3 separate regions of the Mus musculus genome follow, and all the other regions are linked to region 1. A link is a contact called in public ChIA-PET and promoter capture Hi-C data. All regions are on one chromosome and are shown on one strand. Each heading gives the region's core, a stretch centred on a gene start, on an enhancer-like site or on the middle of the called end of the contact. The rest is flanking DNA. Distances are from core to core; before and after follow the strand shown. Region 1 holds the start of Cenpw (centromere protein W). Region 2 has its middle 120 kb from the start of Gm46219. Region 3 overlaps Trmt11 (tRNA methyltransferase 11).

What was found. Promoter capture Hi-C pulls out the DNA fragments that hold promoters and counts their contacts. ChIA-PET counts read pairs in DNA pulled down with a chosen protein or histone mark.
Region 2: a promoter capture Hi-C map of hippocampal neurons shows a contact between it and region 1, with 2.4 times the contacts expected there. The contact joins the enhancer-like site here to the promoter of Cenpw in region 1. A contact is called at or near these places in 4 of 39 promoter capture datasets (3T3-L1-derived adipocytes, hippocampal neurons, liver and 1 more) and 1 of 9 other capture datasets (adipose tissue).
Region 3: an RNA polymerase II ChIA-PET map of memory CD8 T cells shows a contact between it and region 1, with 6 read pairs. The contact joins the enhancer-like site here to the promoter of Cenpw in region 1. A contact is called at or near these places in 6 of 39 promoter capture datasets (the 3T3-L1 cell line, 3T3-L1-derived adipocytes, the C10 cell line and 2 more), 1 of 15 datasets of contacts at CTCF or cohesin (CD8 T cells) and 1 of 115 datasets of contacts at active chromatin or transcription factors (memory CD8 T cells).

What each region holds. Positions count from the first base shown.
Region 1 is chr10:30,198,035-30,202,696 of GRCm38.p6, forward strand. It overlaps Cenpw (centromere protein W), which reads right to left and starts at 2,506. Exons shown (of 3, transcript NM_001109747.1): 1 at 2,327-2,506; 2 at 432-545. The coding sequence starts at 2,446.
Region 2 is chr10:29,821,933-29,826,594 of GRCm38.p6, forward strand. No RefSeq gene overlaps it. Among named protein-coding and RNA genes, the nearest start is that of Gm46219, 120 kb to the left of the region's middle. Within about 2 kb of position 1,914, at least 10 of the 459 cell types and tissues checked have an H3K27ac peak or open chromatin away from gene starts, as enhancers often do. A contact at or near this core is called in hippocampal neurons, where this site is marked.
Region 3 is chr10:30,548,404-30,553,065 of GRCm38.p6, forward strand. The region is part of intron 11 of Trmt11 (tRNA methyltransferase 11); the gene reads right to left. Among named protein-coding and RNA genes, the nearest start is that of Trmt11, 50 kb to the right of the region's middle. Within about 2 kb of position 2,253, at least 20 of the 459 cell types and tissues checked have an H3K27ac peak or open chromatin away from gene starts, as enhancers often do. A contact at or near this core is called in memory CD8 T cells, where this site is marked.

The DNA of each region.
Region 1 (4,662 bases), core at 1,256-3,755:
TGAAAACACTTTCATATACTCTTCATGCTCTTAATCATTGCATTGCTTTCAGAAAAGTCCTTAATTGGAATATAATAGTTGTCGTGTTTCTCACTGAAGAGTATTCAGAAGTCTCATAAAAATTGCCAGGGCATGTCCAATGCCTTGGCTTCCCCAAGTAAGGCAGGGCCAGCAAAGAGATAGTACTATGGGTACTATATAAGAAAGTATCACGTGCTTAAACAAGTTTACAAAATGCTAAGTATGCTGTGTATTTTAACAAAGTTCAACAGCCTTCCTTGCTGGCACATCTCACAGTCTATCCTAACTCTTCTAGCACTATGCTAGCCTACAGGTATTTTGAAATAAAAAGTATTTGAATCAGACAAAGATGATGGCCATAACAGTATTTTTAAAGTTAACTCTTGTTACTAAGAAAATTTATATTTTACCTTTCCTGCAGCCAGTACATGATCCTTTTTGATAACTCTAGATTTACTTTCACAAGCATTTGTCCTGGACTCTTCTGCCAATCGCTGAATAAAAAGTAGGCAATTCAAATGGATCTTTAAAAGCAAAGCACAAGTAGGGTTATATAATATAAAAACCTTGTTAACATAAATTTATTACTCACAACTTTCTAACCCACAGCTTCTTCCAGGTTTGTGAGGGCACTATTCGCAGGTATCGCGCACATGTTTTCTTTATTTATATCAGTTACCAAGTATTCCAAACAAGGATGACTCAGAAGCTTCAGGGCTTTGTGCTTAAATAAAGAAGACAACGGCTTCTGATCCCAGTTCCCAGACGAATGAACAATCATCCCATAAGGCTGCACACTACACTGGGAGATCACATCAGAATTTGAAACACTGGGAAGAATATTAACGCCTCAACAACTAACTGGTATGGTAGTCATGCAGAAAAACGTGCTGCTTTAAATAGTACAAACTTTATGAATGGCATGGAGTGCTTTATCAGGTATAATTATGAAGTTAATGGAGAGCAGAACACTGTAAGCAAAGAAATGTCAATGAGCAACAGCCTAAACAGGAGCTGTTTAACAAGAGTGACAGAACAGGAAACCAGCACCTGGGAACAACAACTGGCCGAACAACTGGACCTTCCCTATGCTACCACTACAAAGTGTTGGGCTTCAACTCTGCTTGACACCTAGAGCACTCCACCGGAGTCCATACAGCCACGGGTCACTTCAGGACAGAAAATGGAAACTAAGCTACTTGAGAAAGGCCTGACAATCCCTTGAATCAGCTAGTGAGCTCCTGGATATTCCTCATCAGGTGGGTTTTGTTCTCTGTTAGACTCCAGGGAAAACAGAAGAAACTATCAAAAGTGTATTCCACGGAAATCCCAGCTCACTTACGCTATCTCAACCACTAAGGAGTCAGGGATGTGGAAAAAAACAGCAATGGAGAGAGAGAGAGAGAGAGAGAGAGAGAGAGAGAGAGAGAGAGAGAGAGAGAGAGAGAGAGAGAATGTAGATAATTTTGTAGTAGTCAAGAAAACCAGTATCTGGAGATGGCTCAGTGGTTAAGAGCTCTGCATCCCTTGTCAGGCACTTGGGAGGCAAAGGCAGGGATGAAGGTTGGGGGCCGGGGTGTCTCTGTGAGTTCCAGCCTAGTCTACAAACTGAATTCCAGGACTTCCCCGGGCAGGTACAGAGAAACTCTGCCTTGAAAATCAACATACTGAGAGTGTTAGTGGTGGTGGCAGAGGTAGGCCGATCTTTGAGTTCGAAGCCAGCCTTGTCTACACATCAAGTTCCAGGGTAACCAGGGCTACACAGACAAACCCTGTCTTGAAAAAAAAACAAAACGAAACCAAAGTAAAACAAAACAACACCCCCCCCCCCAAAAAAAAGGGCAGAAAACAAACTGATTTTACTTTCAGGCTGTAACATTGTTATTTATTTTTGGGCCAATTAATTAGTGGAAAGCACTATATTTCAGGTAAACACGAGTCTGAAAAACGAGTCTTGAAAGTTTTAAAGACTTGACGCCACATCTACACGATCACTTTAGTAGGGGACCTAGTGCAGCGGCCATAGAGAAATGGGTTCGGTAAGAACATACAGGAGCTGGGGAGGCAGGCAGGGGCCCAAATCTGTTTCTAGCCGGTTTACCTTCCATACCCGGATCAATTAAACTAATCCCAGAGCCAGGCAGTCTCCTTAACGGCTGGCCCTGGAAGCAATAAGGGGGGGTGCGGGGCCTTCCCGCGGGAGTTTTGAACGGGCTCCGCGTCCTCCTTCCGCGGTCCCCCGGGGCAGGGCGCTCCGCGGCCGGTCGTGGCCGGCGGGCCTGAAGGCGGAGAGAGCAGGACTTACCAGGAGGTCGCAGCACCTCCCCAGACCTAGGTGAGGCTTCTTCTGCTTTAAGGTGCGCTTGAGGAAGGCGCGGGGCGCCTTGCGCTTTACCCGCCTAGTGACTGTGGTGGAGGGCGCCATCCTCGCGGCCCGTCGCACGTCAGGGCCGCTCACCACAGACTGACACGCCACTTGCCTCCCCACACCGCCGAGTGGTCGATTTGAATTGGCCGCCGGACGGCGCACGGCTGTGACGTCACTGAAAACCACACCCACCGCAGCACCGGAAGCGCAGGCTGGAGGATGGACTCCTCAGGAAAAGGGTGTGTCCTGCGAACCCACTGCTTCAAGGTCTCTAAGGCTTGCTTTGCTGTTTTTGTCTGTAGTTTTCTATGGTGCTGTAGTTCGACTCTTGGTTCCATACAAAGGATGAGAAATTGTGAAAATAGTCAATAAGCCCAGTAAAACCCTTCTGTGCTCACCAAGCTATCCATATAGCAACTGGATTCTAATGAATAAGAAAGTAAATGAAAGAAGTTTGTGTTTTATTAGGAACTTAGGCCCGATTTTTTGATATTACCAATAAGCAATGTATATTTTTATATTATTGCATTTGGCTTTGCATGAGATTCTTTTTTTCTTACACCAGATTTTCCTCACAAATGCTCTCCCTTCATTGTTCCCTCCCTTAATTTCCCTATAGCTTTCAAATATACTTTCTTTTTCTTTTATTGAAAATAGATTTCTTTTTCATAAGCTGTATTCTGATTGCAATTTCCCCTCTCCTACCAGCTCCAAAATGCTCCGAATTTCTGTTCCTATTCACATCAATACCCTTTCAGTCTCTCCTCAGAAAACAAAACGGGATCTAACAAATAGTAATAAAATAAAATAACAAAGCAAAAACAATCACAAGAGGGAAAAAAAACAGAAGAAAAAGAGCCAAGGAAAAACCACAAGAAAGCATTTAGAGGCAGAAGCACACATTTGAGCACCTAAGCATTCAATAAAAATCACAAAAGCAGAAGCAATATTATATATTCTTTTTTGCCATATAATCTTATATTTATTTTCATTCATATAGTAATGAGGCTACTGCAAGCCAATTCAGATATTGTCTTTAAAATACTGTGGTGTCAAAAAAAATAAGCCTACAAAATGCAATGTCTGTTCTTGTGTGTACACTGCATCCCCAGCTAAATACCTGTGTGCCAATTAAATGGTATTAAGAGATATGGAAGAAATTGATCCTATTAAAAGATTTTATCAAGAAGTTTATAATTCTTCAAAGTTTCAGAGGCTCATCAGACAGGAAAGACATAAATGTTGCTGGCGCTTGCATTTAAATCTCCAGGTCAAAACCACAGTCATTTTCCCCATGAACACATCATTTTAGGTCTTTCTTGACTTCTTCTGTCAGATTCCTAGGACATTCATTCTATCAAAAATGTTCTCTTTTTTTTTTTTTTTGCCTTTTTTTATTAGATATTTTCTTTATTTACATTTCAAATGCTATCCCTAAAGTTCCCTATACCTTCCCTCTGCCCTGCTTCCCTACTCACCCATTTCCACTTCTTGGCCCTGGCATTCCCCTGTACTGGGGCATATAAAGTTTGCAAGACCAAGGGGCCTCTCTTTCCAGTGATGGCCAACTAGGCCATCTTCTGCTACATATGCAGCTAGAGACACGAGCTCTGGGGATACTTATTCGTTCATATTGTTGTTCCACCTATAACGTTGCAGACCCCTTCAGGTCCTTGGGTGCATTCTCTAGCTCCTCCATTGGGGGTCCTGTGTCCCATCTTATAGATGACTGTGAGCATCCACTTCTGTAATTGCCAGGCACTGGCACAGCCTCACAGGAGACAGCTATATCAGGGTCATGTCAGCAAAATCTTGCAGGCATATGCAATGGTGTCTGGGTTTAGTGGCTGATTATGGGATGGATCCCCAGGTGGGGTAGTCTCTGGATGGTCCATCGTTTCGTCTTAGCTCCAAATTTTGTCTCTGTAACTCCTTCCATGGGTATTTTGTTCCCTATTCTAAGGAGGTATTAAGTATCCACACGTTGGTCTTCCTTCTTGATTTTCTTGTATTTTGCAGATTGCATCTTGGGTATTCTAAGTTTCTGGGCTAATATCCACTTATCAGTGAGTGCATATCAAGTGACTTCTTTTGTGATTGGGTTACCTCACTCAGGATGACATCCTCCAAATACATCCATTTGCCCAAGAATTTCATAATTTCATTGTTTTTAATAGCTGAGTAGTACTCCATTGTGAAAATGTACCACATTTTCTGTACCCATTGCTCTGTTGAGGGACATCTGGGCTCTTTCCAGCTTCTGGCTATTATAA
Region 2 (4,662 bases), core at 664-3,163, 380 kb before region 1:
CTGTTTCTGATGGCTGCTTACAAACTGCAAATATAAAATTAAAGAATAAACTGTTTTTTTAATATTGTGGAATATCAATATTTGGGGTTTTGTGAAACTGTGTTGCTTTTCCCCACAGAATTGGTTTACAGGTCCTCATGTGACAGCTTGTTCTCGGGGTCAGAGAAACACTTGCTTGTTAAGAGCTGAGGGATTTCTTTTGATGTAGAGCTTTCTGATCCTAAGTGGGTAATGCCCCAAGTACACAAGGACAGGTTGGTCACTTCATATGACACTTTAATAGAAAAGCCAGTCCTGGGCACATGTCCACTGGGATGTAATACTATTTCTTTAAGTTAGTAGGCAGATTTATGTTCATTTTTATATAAGTTGATCTTTGATTATCATCAAAGACATAAAAGATAACAATTAGTTAGTTACCTACTGATCCGGTGGCATAAGATATAACTACGTTTGACTTAAGGTCAAAGGTGAGCATAATTTTACACAAAATAAGTAATGATGTTTGAAAATAAAATGTAAACAATACTTTTTTTACTTTTACCCAATGTCATAACCATAATTAAAAATTCATCTTTTAAAAATACAAAGGTAAAATATGTTTAAATATATGTTCAATCAAATATTTTAAGATAGTCTCCTAGTTAAAATGAAAAGGAGTAAAGAAGAGCTCTAAGAATTAGCAACTAGATGTTTACTGACAATCTTTAGTTTAGTTTTTTTTAGACTATGCCGGGGCCTAGCAAACACAGAAGTGGATGCTCACAGTCAGCTATTGGATGGATCACAGGGCCCCCAATGGAGGAGCTAGAGAAAGTAGCCAAGGAGCTAAAGGGATCTGCAACCCTATAGGTGGAACAACATTATGAACTAACCAGTACCCCGGAGCTCTTGACTCTAGCTGCATATGCATCAAAAGATGGCCTAGCCGGCCATCACTGGAAAGAGAGGCCCATTGGACACGCAAACTTTATATGCCCCAGTACAGGGGAACGCCAGGGCCATAAAAGGGGAGTGGGTGGGTAGGGGAGAGGGGGTGGGTGGCTATGGGGGACTTTTGGTATAGCATTGCAAATGTAAATGAGCGAAATACCTAATAAAAAATGGAAAAAAAAAAAAGAATATCTTTGTGTATGCCTCTGTCCATCTTTGTCTCTGTCTCTCTGTCTCTCTGTCTTTCTCTCTCTGTCTCTCTGTCTCTGACTATCTTACACACACACACACACACACACACACACACACACACACACACACACACACACATAGAGAGAGAGAGAGAGAGAGAGAGAGAGAGAGAGAGAGAGAGAGAGAGCATGTTAATGTTCACATAATAAATAAAACACAGAATGGTAAGCCAGATTTCTAGGCTCGTATCCCAGTTTTCTATTTTAAATGCTCATTAATTTCATTTTTTTCAGCATATGAATCATTTTGGAATTGGAGCTGTACTTCTTTTTGTATCTCCATTTCTGTGCCTCTATACCAGGAGTCCCTGACGCCTCTGAGACTTCAGCTTTGAGGACATTGCATGTATAAATCCAGCTTATCTGCATTTCCACCACTAACAGTGCTGCTGCTGTTTTCTTTTTCTAAATCTATTAACCTTGTTATCACTCTGCCTTCTACTTTCTTAAACATTTTGCTTGTTTAGTTTATTCCTTGTGTATTCTTCAATGTTCTTTTTAATGGATCTCCTGTTAGCATAGCTAAATATGTGCACCTTATTTACAATTTTAGTTGAAAATTTTACTTTTAAAGATTTTTTATTTATTTTTATTTGTGTGTGTGTGTGTGTGAGAGAGAGAGAGAGAGAGAGAGAGAGAGAGTGCGCGCACACACACACACGCTCCAAATCCAGAAGAAGACATTGAATCCCCTGCAGCTGGAGCTCCAAGAAGTTGGGAGCTGCCTGACATGGGTGTGGGGAATTATACACCAATCCTCAGCAGGAACCATAAGTGCTCTTAAGTGCTAGGCTATCTCTACAGCCCTAGAGTTTGATTTAATCTCTCTGGATCTGAAAATTTCTCTCTTCAATTAAAGAACGTTAACTAGATTTTTCTAAAAGTACTTCCAGATCTTCTAAGGCATTAATAAAATCTTCAATTCAATTTACCTCAAATTAACATTTCATTCAATCGGTTTTATATCAAGTTATCTATGAAAGGGAGAGTTTGGTTTACCACTGAAAATCTATGTCATGGATCACTCGTGGTTTATGAACAACAAGGAGACATTAACACACATTTTAAAAAAAGAAAAGGAAGAACAGGAGAAAGAGAAAGACCAGTTTCTAAAATAATGCTAAACTGTAGCCCTGAAACATAACAGTCTATAATCCTTGAATACATGTCAAGTGCAATATGTTCTAATGTAAGGGGTATGTCCATTATTATGGGCCATATGTTTCACCATGATCCAAAAATGAATATTCCAGTTACTTGAAGGAATTAGTGTACCCTCAAAGCAAACATCTATCTATTAGGAAGAATAGAAAGTTCTTTCTCAAATTAAAACATTGTGCTATCAGATTTTTGTCTCAGCAATAATGTAGGAGAGGAAAAAAAGGTAAAACATATTTGGTTTGATGCAGCTTTATAATTACTTTCCTGTCTTCAGTCCTACCAGGCCCCATAGTCACATAAAAGGCAGCAGAAGTGGGCAAAGGAACACATTGTACAATCTTTTTTTGGAACTGTCCCTAGTTGTTCTCCTTCTGTAGTCATGTAGAGCCTCAAAGAATTTATGTTTAAAGGAAAACAAACCAGACTAGCTTGTTGAGGCATTACACAAATCATTGCATGCCTATTGAGCAGAACTATTACTATCCAAATGTTATGTTTCTGTGAGCTATACAGTGGTTGATAAGCACTAGCCAGTACTCCTTGTAGGTGTTCTTTGACTAGCAGGAAAGATATTGATAAATGATCAAATTATGGGATGATTGGCACATCACTCGTGGCCTAGTCTTGTTGCCAATGACTGTTGTCAAGCAAATTCCTCCCTTCTTACTGCATTTAGGCCTACTCTTTGGTTGCTTATATTATATAAACTGTAACTATCTTCTGCCATGGAGAAATGCTGCCTTTCTGGTACTGGGTAAAATAACCAGGCATATCAAGTGAGCTTTCTAACTGTTAATTGATAACGGCAGCAAGTCCTGCCAATCATTCAGGAACTCCCTATTCCTGTCTCAAGTAACCTTTCGGATGAGGATTGGCACGTCTCCTGCCTTTCAAACATTTCAGATATACTGTTTCTCGCTTTTTGGCAGGACTCTCACTGATTCTGGAAGAAGACCAAAATATATTATGTTATTGCATTTCTCAATTCTGACTTGGCTCTAGACAAAAATGCCCATTGATTTGTTAAGTGGGGAACTGGTTTTACCCCCTTTTTCATTTTCTCTTCTTATTAGTGGTTCAAGGTGATTTTAGGAATGCTATTAAGTGACACCTCTTGAGAGGCCATGACAGGCAGGCACATGGCAGACAGATCCACTGTGCTTGCATTTCAGTCAATGGGATTTTTATGGTACACTTGTGCACCGAGAGCTTACAGCTCATTTCCTAAATTACCATTTAGAGAGAATAAAAAGTTAACCAGCCCAACACCATGTCCTATTATGTTTAGCCAAAAGTATTAGAAAATTTAGTGTACTATTCATTAGGAAGAGTTTATTAAGATATCAAAGTTTAAACAGTGTATATCAATTTATAATTCTTTCATACAACAAAATTTCTCCAGGGAAGCTTTCAAATAACATTCAGCTTTCCCCAGCGGCTGTTTCTAGTCCATAACAAACTGTTATCACTAAGTAAGTGTCACTGAAACCAGGAAACCAAGCTTAATAGCCACAGTAGCCTCCCTGATGACTTCAAATAGTTTTAGGTGCTTTTCTCAACAATGTGAGATTTATATTGCACCATAAAAAGCAGAACAAATTGTAATTACTTCCTGTAGTATAACCATGTTATATCAATAAAGATGCTCAGTGGTTTACCTGTCTCATCTCCCTGTGAAAGACATTAATACTGGAACTGGAACTGGAAATGACAAATGAGAAGTTCCACTTCTTGAAAAGGATCAAAAACCACTATAGGTGCTGCTGGAGAGAGAAAGAGCCTCAGTGTCTGTTTTTAGACACAATTAAAGCTTCCTGTTGTTTCATTAACCAGTACAGTGAACATTGCTGATGTATTTATGATATTTATCAATGTTAGCTTTGAAGAGCATTTTTAATGTAAGGGTAAGTGCCCCCCCCCTCGAAAAAAAAGCACAAAGAGGGAAAGAATGAATGGAGTTTTAATTAATTAGCTAAATGTATGAAATAGATGCAGCCAACCATTGGACTGAGCACAGGGTCCCCAATGGAGGAGTTAGAGAAAGGACTGAAGGAGCTGAAGGGGTTTGCAACCCCATAGGAAGAACAACAATATCAACCAATCAGATCCTCCAGAACTCCCAGGGACTAAACCACCAACCAAAGAGTACACATGGAGGGACACATGGCTCCAGCCATATATATAGCAGAGGCATCAACAGGAGGACATGCCCTTACTCCTGTGAAGGCTAGATTCCCCAGTGTAGGGGAATGCCAGGGCAGGGAGGCAGGAGTTGGTGGGTGGTTGGGGGGAGCACCCTCATAGAAGCAGGGGAAGG
Region 3 (4,662 bases), core at 1,003-3,502, 350 kb after region 1:
GCTGAAGCAGAGAGAAGAGCAGCAGGAAGGGCCTGAGAGCACTGACGGCAGGCTTTAGTTTTTCTTTGCAAACCTTCATGTCTTTCTGAATTGTCTCTGCACACATTTATGACATGAGCTAAACCTCAGACTCTAAATGGGAAAGGTAATGGCTAAGGACCCTGAACCAGCTTAGCTGCTCTAATGTGTCAGCATCACCCTGACCACCACTCTTGGGGACTTTTCGATGTCTCTCTGACCTTCAACAACCTCCTCCTCGCTGTCTCAATCACATGCTCAAAACCATCACCACTCACTCACCAGGCGGCACGCAAGCTGCATTTCACCCCATTATCAGAGGAAGGAATTCTCTTCAAGTCCTTCTTGGCTAGTCCTTAGGGAACTTGTGACCATTTTGGTTTTTTTCTCCTCTAAAAAGTCTTTAGCACTTACTCTACAGACAGAAATAATGTACTTTTTATAAAACTAGTCCATATCAAATTTAGAATCTCCATAGAAATATTTATGACATGAAGAAATATATTTTACATCATGACTGAAACTAAATTTAAAAATAGAAACAAAGAGGAAAATATGGCTTTGAACTTAAGCTTATACACAGTATAACCCATGGGTCTCTAAAACAGTGTCATGCTTAAGAATATACACTTATTTTTAGGTAGGATCCTACTTTTCACTATGTAGTGTAAGTTGGCCTCATATTCCAACTCTTTAAAGAAACCTTTTATGTATACTGACTCGTGTTTTGAAAGGACATTTGAATACGCACAAATAAAAATTTCTTATACTTAGGCTTCTTATATAACTATAAAATAAAAATATAAATCAAATTCACCTGTAAAAAAATAATTAAAAGTAATATTAAATGACATGAATAATGCTAGTATTGCTCAAACAAAGTTGCCAGTAGCTAGCTTTCTCTTTTGAGTAGGGTATGGTAGGCACAAACCACAGGATTTGTTCGACAGCATATAAAGATATTTGGAGGTTGGTTTTTTATTTTGGACTCCCAACATTACTGTGAGAAACCTCCTTTCTCATTAGCCTCTTACAGTCCGCTGTATCTATGGACTGGCTGTAGGACACCTCCTACCCTATACAGTAATCCAAAGAGTCCGGCAAGTCGGGAGACATTTGCATAATTATGTATAATCTCCTGTATTCTTTAAATCATCTTTAGATTACTCAGAATACCTAACAGCAAGTTGGGAGACATTTGCATAATCTATGTATAATCTCCTGTATCCTTTAAATCATCTTTAGATTACTCAGAATACCTAACACAAATATAAATGGTACTTGCTATACTGAATTACTGTGAAAATGGTAAGAATAAAAAGTCTTAGGTTTAGTATGTGTAAAACTATTATACTCCAAATTCAATTTTTCATTGAAGATTGGCTGAATCCAGATATAGAAACCACAGGTATAGAGGACTAACTTTATATATGAATGACCAAATCAATGGAAAACATATGTCCAAAATAATACTGAAAATTTGAATAGTAGCTTAAAAACATCTTCAGTGTATACGGAATTCCGTATTAGTGGACTGTTTGCCAACTATTAAATCTGTACTTTGCCTAGACAATTATATTAATACCTAACTCTGATTTTATTACTGTTTCCCTGTAACTTAAGTTACCTATTTAAAACTGAAATCAGACCAAACAGGCAAACCACACAGATTTAGATCAGTGGTTGCTAAAGGCAGGAGGAGGGGTAACTCCACTTGGGGGTTTCTTTGGGAGTAAATGACGTTTCCTGTGGGGCGGTTGTCTTTATAGTGGGACGGTTGCACAATTTTGTGGAAATACTACAAACCACAGGAAAGAGAAGTGTATAGTGGGAAATGCATGAATGCAAATGATATCCAAGAGGTTTCTAAAAGCAAAACTAGTTATACACATAAGCCTCTAGCTCTTCCATGAGTCACTTCTCAGTCACTCTTCTTCCTATAAAATGTTAAGTTCTTTCTAAATGTTATATATTTCACCTCCCGCCTGAAAAACAGACTGCAAATTTACTGACCACTGAACTGAATCATTCTTTGTTTCCTAGATAAGGACAAAAAGATGTTCTCTTCCATAAATCTACTGAATACATTAAAATATATTCCTAAAATCTTGAGACATGTTATTAAGCTCCTTGGACATCATTTATATTTTATGTGTCTCCGTGTATGTTTGCTACCTGTGTGTGGGTTTCCTCAGAGGCCACAGAAGGCCCAGGGCTGGAGGAAGCTAGTGATGAGCAGCCCCGTGGAGGTTCTGGGAACTGACCTCAGGTCTGCTGGAAGAACAGCAAGCACTCGTAACTGGTAAGCCATGCTGCTAGCGCCCACACTTTATTTTAACTGATAATTTGAACATATGGTTATGGGATATAATAGAAATTTTTGATATATGTATGTTAATCATATTCCTTTTTAAAACTTTATTTCATGAACATGTGCATACAGGTGCCACACACACCTGCTGAGCTTGGAGAACAACTTTCAGGAATCTTCTCCTTCTACAACATGGTGTCTGTGGAATCAAACTCTGGGTCACCGGGCCTGTGCAACGTAGCAAGCCACCTTGCTGGCCTTGCTGTCACTTCTATCAGTAACACCAGCAGCTGGATTTCTATCTTCCACAAAGAACATTTCTAGACAGTTTAACAGTTGGCAAAAAGAAATTAGATAACAAAAGCTCCATGGATTTGTGGAACCTGAGCAAGCAAGTGGACTCACTCAGGAGCTCTGCAGCTCTGAGACGAATCTCTGCTCTGTTTCAGTTTCGTTTCAGCCAGAGGAAGCCATGAATATTAAACCCACCAATATCAGAATGTAGTGAAGAGACAACAGAGATCTAATAATGAGCATGGGAGGATCTGGAAATAACTGACACAAATCAACCAGTAGATTTCCACAGTACTCTTCCCACTTGAGCTAGCTACACAGCTGGGAGAAATCTATCCTCAAATGAAACGTCTACAAAGGAACACAAACTAGCTCTACCTTATTCCTGGCACTCACGTCTCGTTGGGGTACAGTCACCCCTGTTATTTGGTGATACTTTTTAGACGTCTCTTATGTGTGTAAACAATTTAAGCTTCTTCAGTTTTCACATGACTCTCAAACACCTCTAAGTGTTAGTTGCTCCTTTCCATATCCCTCCCCTTTCCTTTCTTCCATCTCTCCCCCCATTTAATCCCCTGCTCCAATCCCAAATGTGTGCCCTATTTCCCCTTCCTTGAGAGATTTCCCTGCCCCACCTTCCCACTTGTCTCTTACTCTGTACCTAACCTCTATGGTTATACAGTTTGTAGCATGTTCATCGAATGCTTAAACGGTAACCTAACATCCACATATGAGAGAAAACGTATACTATTTGTCTTTTGGGGTCTGGGTTACTTCAGTCAGGAGGACTTTTTTTCTAGTTCCCTCCATTTACTCGCATATTTCGTAATTTTATTTAACAGCTGAATAAAGTTCTGTTCTATAAATATATCAATATTTAGTCTTGTTTGGGCTTTTTGTGTGTGTGTCTTACTATTCTTTTGCATATACACCATGGTTTCCAATTTTGTGGTTTATGCATTTCCTGTGCCTTTCTTTTCTTCCTTATTTTTTTTTAAATGATGGTTTGTTTGCCTAATTGTTTTCTAGAGAGAAAGAAAGGGTGCGGGGACATGGGTGAGAAAGATCTGGGAGGAGTTGGTGAAGGAAAAATGGTGATTAGAATAGCTTGTTCAAAAAGAAAACTTGCAAAAAAAAAAAAAAAAACCCAAAAAACTAAAACAAAACAAAAAAAGGAGAAACTGATACTAAGTTTTATACCCAGGAAGCTCATGCTGGCTTGAAACATACTATGTAGCCCAGGCTGCCTCAACCTTGAGATCCTCCTGCCTCAGGAGCCTGAATACTAGGATTACAGTCTACTTTTAAACATCCTTGTAGCTATAAGGGTCTGGGCATTTTTCCCCTTTTTCCTTGTATAAATTATTAGAAAAGTTACTGAAGAAATGTACAGTGGCTACTTTTTAAGGTCTTTGGAAATATAGTTAGCTTAAATCCTTGACTTTTACTGTACAGGAAATGCTGTGAAAGCTGTCCTCTGTATGCAGCACCCACATTTGCATCTAGAAATCACTGAAGCTCTCACTCTATGCCGTAAAACCTTGTCCTGTGGGCAGTGAGTCACTGCCCCTTCAACTGCCAGCAGCTATACCCAAGACTGGGCCAACTGGCCTGTCATAGAAGGTGCTTTTGGAGTCCCACATTTCCCCAAGGCTCACAGGTAGTTCCTGGAGGAGCAAGTTCAGAACTACCCACCCCTATGGGTATACAAACAGTTAATAGATGCTGTGGGGGATTTCTTTTCCCTTCAAGTTGTACATAGCTGCCAAAGTTTCTGTAAACAACCCCAATTAAATTCATTGTTTTTAACCAAGCTAGACTTTTCTGGAATTGTTTTTATGCTGTGTTGTTGTACCATGTTTGGGACAAATAAACATTTGTTTGTCTCCTCAGATAGAAAAGTTCAACAATGCACAGGAGACATCATAAGATCAGGTCTGCTCAGTAGACCAATGGAATAGAATTGAAGACCCAGAAATGAACCCACACACCTATGGTCACTTGATCTTCGACAAGGGAGCTAAAACCATCCAGTGGAA